2 separate regions of the Mus musculus genome follow, and region 2 is linked to region 1. Evidence: chromatin contacts called from public HiChIP or PLAC-seq data. All regions are on one chromosome and are shown on one strand. Each heading gives the region's core, a stretch centred on a gene start, on an enhancer-like site or on the middle of the called end of the contact. The rest is flanking DNA. Distances are from core to core; before and after follow the strand shown. Region 1 holds the start of Tgfa (transforming growth factor alpha). Region 2 has its middle 42 kb from the start of Fam136a.

Region 1 (2,700 bases), core at 139-2,638:
CCTTCTGGGGTCTATTGTCAATAGCGGGGGGTGGGGGGGGTGGGGGACGATTGCAAACATCTTACTTTCTAAGGCTTTAATTATTAATAGTTAATTAGAACCAGGTTCTCAGTTTCAAACTCGCTATATATGGCTGAGGGTAGTAGTATGATTCTATTGTTTCTACCTTCTGAGCACTGGGGTCACGAGCCCGGCGGGGAATCCTACCCAGGGTTTGGTGCCTGAAATACTCTGGCCACTGACTTACAGCTTCAGCCCTCTTACAGGGTTTTAAATGCTGAAAACATCAGACAGAAAGATTCACAAGGCGGCAGCAGTGACTGGGACACCCGGGTACTTCAGTCCACTCTGTCAAACAGACTCTGCACCAGGTAGCTGAGAGTAGCAACACACACTTGCGAGCTTCGAGCTTCGCAGCGGCCGTTCCTCCCACCACCCAGACACCAGGGGATTAGAGGGGGACGATTGTCCCCTCCCCCACTCGCGTTTATGTCCAAGAACCAACTCTGAGGAAACTGGTTATACTCAGGTGTTACTCCCGCCTCCTCTGACAGGGACACCAAGACTCCCATGTAAGCTCATTAACAGGACAATTAATCCGCACCAAAAAAAAAATTAAAAAATTAAAAGAAAATAAAATCACAAACCCACCCAACACCTAGGAGAGCTTCAAGTCGAAGGCTAAGGGTACGGATGCGCAACGCATGCTCCCGCCCCCAGGGACTCGAAAGGGGCTCAGGCCAGGGCCACCTAGGGGTCGCACTGGGACAACCTGCGCTTAGGCGGCTTTGAAGAAGCCCGGCTCGGCGACCAGCAGGTAGGCAGGAGGGCGTGGGCACCGGCGAGCCGACGACGCGCAGAGTAAAGTTCAGGCCGGATCTCACCTCCCGGCGGCCACCTCGCTAAGACTGTCCCCCACTTCACAGTTCTTGGTGACTCCCGGTGGCTCGCACGCTCCCACCCACTCCAAACACCCGCCTCTCTTCTGTTCTCCCAAGCGGACTCAAGAGAAACGCAGAGATCAGGCTGGAGCGGCCCGGGAACATCGGGTGTTGCCTACATACCCAGCGCTAGCAGAGCGAGCTGTCCGGTCGCGGGGACCATCTTCCGAGCGCAGGGTGCTGCAGCCACCGCGCTCCCTGCGGTTGGCGAGTAGCCGCGCGCCGCCGCGGTGTGCGCGGGGGAAAAAGGCGCAGGCGACAGGGCCGGCCCCCCGGCGCGCGGGCGGAGGGACGACCGCGCCTCCCGGTGGCACTGGCCGGCGCGCTGCCCGCGGCGGAAACGGGAAAGAGGTGGAGGTTCCCGCCACCTCTCTGCCTTAGGCGACCGGGGAGAGGCGGACCACCCTCCCGCGATGGGGCGCCCCCGAAGGCGCAGGGGTGGGGACTGGAAGCCGGGGGCGGGGACCTGCGCCCCGATCGCGACAGCCAGTCACCACCCTGGGCCAAGGGCCAGGCAGGAAGCGCCTGGCTTCAGACACCTCCCTGCAGTGCTTGCGCCCAGGGTCGCCGCCCGAGTCCCCTGCGTAGTAGCCGCGTCCAGGCTGTAGGCGGCGGAGCGGAGTCGCTCAGGATCCAGTCACCTGTGCTAGGGGCTTCTCCAAGACACGCTTGAGCAGGAGACTGGAGACCCAGGAGCTTGGCCAGTTACCTGGCAAGGTCTGACTCAAGAAAAGCGCTCTCTTCATAGTCAGCCAAACACTCATTAAAGTCGAATTTCCACCTGTGTCCCCATCCTTGCTGGCCCCACTCTGAGTCTCCAGATACATTGTGAAGATCAGGGAATCTCTGTGTACCATGAACTTAATCTCGCATCAACCCTACTGTTCCACTGCTTCGGGGAAGCAGGAGCCGGAACAAGAGCTGGCTTTGTTACAATTAAGTGCAGAACTAAGGAGAAGCTGGTGGTGGGGGTCAGCTAGATGGCCCATTCAGGGGTTGTGTCTTTGAGATGGCCCCTGAATATGAACTATGAGAGGGAAACACAAGAAGGGAAGACTTCTTTTGGATAGAGAATGAATGGCCTGTGGGAGTTTGGGGATGTGTGTGTGTGCACATCCATAGGGGACAGTAACTCCAGAGAGACCACGACTAGGCATAGAGTAATCAGACTGACCCCTCTCCTGCTTCCTGCTGCCTAGCTGCTCGAGAGAAGACCCACTCTCCTAGCAGGTGGGGCGTTGGTCGGGTGTGTTGGACTTGGGATTCTCTTGCTGTCTCTTTAGCTGGATGCTCAAAGTTTCAGAGTTGAAAATTCCAGTTTATTGTAAGAACAAAGGACCTCGTCGATTCCAAAAGAAGGCCCAAGCGATTGGCCCTAATGTGTGGGTACTGTGTTAATTAACCAGCTTTCTGTTGCTGAGACAAAATGCACGCGGTAAGCAACTTAAAAGGAGATTTGGTTTTCTGTTCTAGTTCATGCTCCCTTGGCCAGTCTTGTAGCTTTGGGTCTGTGAAGGGGAAGGACACAATAGTGGGGAGCATGCGTCTCAGCTCAAAAGCAGGGGAGTGGGTCCCAATATCCCCTCCAAGGGTACACTCCCAGTGTTCTAACTTCCTCCAATAGGGCCCCACCTACTGAAGTCTCCACCATCTCTCTCTAGCGCCACCCACTGGGGGCCCAACCAAGCAGCAAAATGAGCTTTTAGGGGAGGAAAAAAAAACCCCTCCCAAACCAAAAAAACCAAACAAGCCAAACAAC
Region 2 (2,700 bases), core at 91-2,590, 130 kb before region 1:
GCATAGCAGGAAGAATGGGCTTGCTAGAATGTTTTCTTTACCTGTTCTCTTGTAGGGTTGGGACTTCTGCCCAGGTCTGGGCCACTTCCTCAGTTTCTTATCCCAGCAAGTCAGGCTGATTCATCCAATTTTGTTCATTCCTTGGGGCTATCATGTATTAGGTCTGGGCTTTTCTCCCAATTAGAATAATAGCACCCTGAGTTTGGCCAGTGTGAGACTTTTCTTTAATGAATGAAAAATGAGCTGGTGGTAACTGCGGAGGAGGCTTTGCCCACTCCTGCCTTTTCAAGCCCATTAGTGTTCCAGGGTTCTGAAAGCCAGTCATGTTGCTGAGATGTCTGAGTGCACGGATGTTGGCTCTGTTTAGGAATCCTTTCCTTTTGATTACGTGGGGTGGAAAACAAGCCCTTTTGATTAAACCCTTGTGGATATTAAATATTACCCTTGGCCTCTGGCAGAGAAGTCCACATTCAAGGAAGAGTACAGTCACCTGTAGTCCCTTGGTCAGTGTGGAATAGCCTGGGTAGGAGCCCTCTGCAGGGGACAAGAGGGCTCATGGGGCCCATTATGGAGCACGCCCCTATCCTGAGAACAGAGGCACTGCTTATTGGCATGTTTTCAGAGCACACTGCTTTCTACATATGAAATTTCACATATTCTCACCTTATGTGTGTTGGTGTGTGTGCGCGCGACGGTGCGCACACACACACACAGACACACACACACACACACACACACACACACACACACACACACACACACACATGCGCTCGTGTACATACACAAACGCATGCCCGCACTGTGGGACACTCGTGGAGGTCAGGATAACTTTGTAGTCACTTTCCTCCTTCCACCTTGCCATGGCTCCCAGGGACTGAGCTTGGGTTGTCAGGCTTGCTCAGCAAGTGCCCTCACTCCTGGAAGCACCTAGCCCTACCTTGTTTTTTTGTTTTTTTGTTTGTTTGTTTTGAGATAGGAGCTGTCACTGATCTGAAATTCTCCAGGGATCTATCCATCTCTGCTTCCCCAGTGCTGGGATTACAAGCGTGTCTTACCTCATCCATTTTTTTCTTTAAATGAAAAATTTTGTTTTAGACATGGATTCGGAGGAGTGATCTCAGATCTCACGTCTACACAGCAAACACTTTACTGGCTGAACCATTTCTCCAGCCCTACCCTTCTCATCTCCAAGTACCCAGAATTGGTCAACTGGACCTATTCTGAGTTGGTGTGTACTTGGACATTGAGGGCAATGTGTGTCGCCATAGCTAGATCGAGTTCCTGGGCTCAGTCTCCCAACTGAACCCACCATACTTTCCACTGGGCTGTGAAGGCCCTGGGGCTAGATCATGGTGTTGCCTCAGCCGGAAGCAAAGGTACCTTTATGTCCAGGTTTGGGAAGTCACCTTCCATACCTGCTCCACCGACTTTGCAAAGGAAAACCCCTGGTGGGAGGAAGTGGGGGTTGAATGAGAAACATGTGGGCAGTTTGAGGGTTTCGCTCCCTAGTTCAGTGAAACCCAGGCCTTCTGACAAATGCAGACCACGGGACTGTTTGACCTGAGAGTCATCAAGCAACCCAAGTTCCACCCTGTTCACAAAGCTGTGCGGCTGGGTAGGTGGGGAGACGTGCTCATTTGCATTCTCATTTACATGCTCATTTGCATGAGCTCTGCTGAGTCAGCCAGGGTCACAGGCATTTCTGATGTTCCCTCCATGTTGCTCTGGTAGGATCTAGACAAACTTGCCCTGCCCGCGTCTCAAATTCCTTGGCAAGAGGGTAATGGTGGCGCACGCCTTTAATCCCAGCACTCGGGAGGCTGAGGCAGGGGGATTTCTGAGTTCGAGGTCAGCCTAGTCTACAAAGTGAGTTCCAGGACAGCCAGGGCCATACAGAGAAACCCTGTCTCGTGGGGGGCGGGGGGGGGGGGGAGTTTTGTTTTGTTTTGTTTGTTTATTTATTTATTTATTTATTTATTTTTATTTTAATGTGTTTGTATCTGTATCTGTGTCTGTGTGTGGATTTCTGTATATATGTGGTGCCCACAGAAGCCAGAAGAGGGTATTGGATTTCCTGGAGCTGACACCATAGGCAGTTGAGAGTGGGGTGCTGGGAGCTGAATCTGGGCCCTCTGAGAGCAGCGCACACTCAACCCCCCACGTGGTCTCTTCAGCCCTAGGATTGTTTTTTGTTTTTGTTTTTTTTGTTTTTTTTGTTTTAAATCTGTTTTGTTTTTGCTTATCAATTCTTCTTCCTCCAACTTTGGCTTAGTTCATAACACATCCACTCTGTCTATTTTGAGAAACAGCATACAACCGGCTCTGTGTAGTAGGGTTCACATGCTGTCTTTGTGACTAAAAGAAAAGAAAAAGTAAAACCAATCAGAAGATGGTTTCCCAGATGGGGAACAGCCCGGTGCTGTGTTTGGTTTGCTTTCATGAGTTTCCAAAAGCAGGCAGGCAGTGGCAGATTTCTGTCTGCAGGAAGCTGCTGAAGCCTCTTGAAGAATCTGAAGAAAGCGTGAAGCAGAGGGAGGAGCTCCCCCCCCCCCCCCCCCACACACACAGTGTAGGCTGGTGTCTAGGCTGGTGTCTAGGCTGGTAGCAGCCCTGGCGGCCTCAGGTCTTGAGTGGAGGAGCCAGGAGCCTTCCTTTTCTCATTCACTGTAGCTTCTCATGGATCCCAGGCTGGCCTTGAAT

What was found. HiChIP or PLAC-seq counts read pairs in DNA pulled down with a chosen protein or histone mark.
Region 2: an H3K27ac HiChIP or PLAC-seq map of embryonic stem cells shows a contact between it and region 1, with 2.6 times the contacts expected there. The contact joins the enhancer-like site here to the promoter of Tgfa in region 1. A contact is called at or near these places in 8 of 39 promoter capture datasets (the 3T3-L1 cell line, 3T3-L1-derived adipocytes, the C10 cell line and 4 more), 1 of 15 datasets of contacts at CTCF or cohesin (embryonic stem cells), 5 of 484 Hi-C or Micro-C datasets (the AML12 cell line, ECoMG myeloid progenitors, embryonic stem cells and 2 more), 15 of 115 datasets of contacts at active chromatin or transcription factors (embryonic forebrain, embryonic hindbrain, embryonic limb bud and 5 more) and 4 of 9 other capture datasets (adipose tissue, embryonic stem cells, liver and 1 more).

The regions. Positions count from the first base shown.
Region 1 is chr6:86,193,910-86,196,609 of GRCm38.p6, reverse strand. Tgfa (transforming growth factor alpha) reads right to left here and starts at 1,388. Exons shown (of 6, transcript NM_031199.5): 1 at 1,065-1,388. The coding sequence starts at 1,104.
Region 2 is chr6:86,322,136-86,324,835 of GRCm38.p6, reverse strand. No RefSeq gene overlaps it. Among named protein-coding and RNA genes, the nearest start is that of Fam136a, 42 kb to the left of the region's middle. Within about 2 kb of position 1,340, at least 36 of the 459 cell types and tissues checked have an H3K27ac peak or open chromatin away from gene starts, as enhancers often do. A contact at or near this core is called in embryonic stem cells, where this site is marked.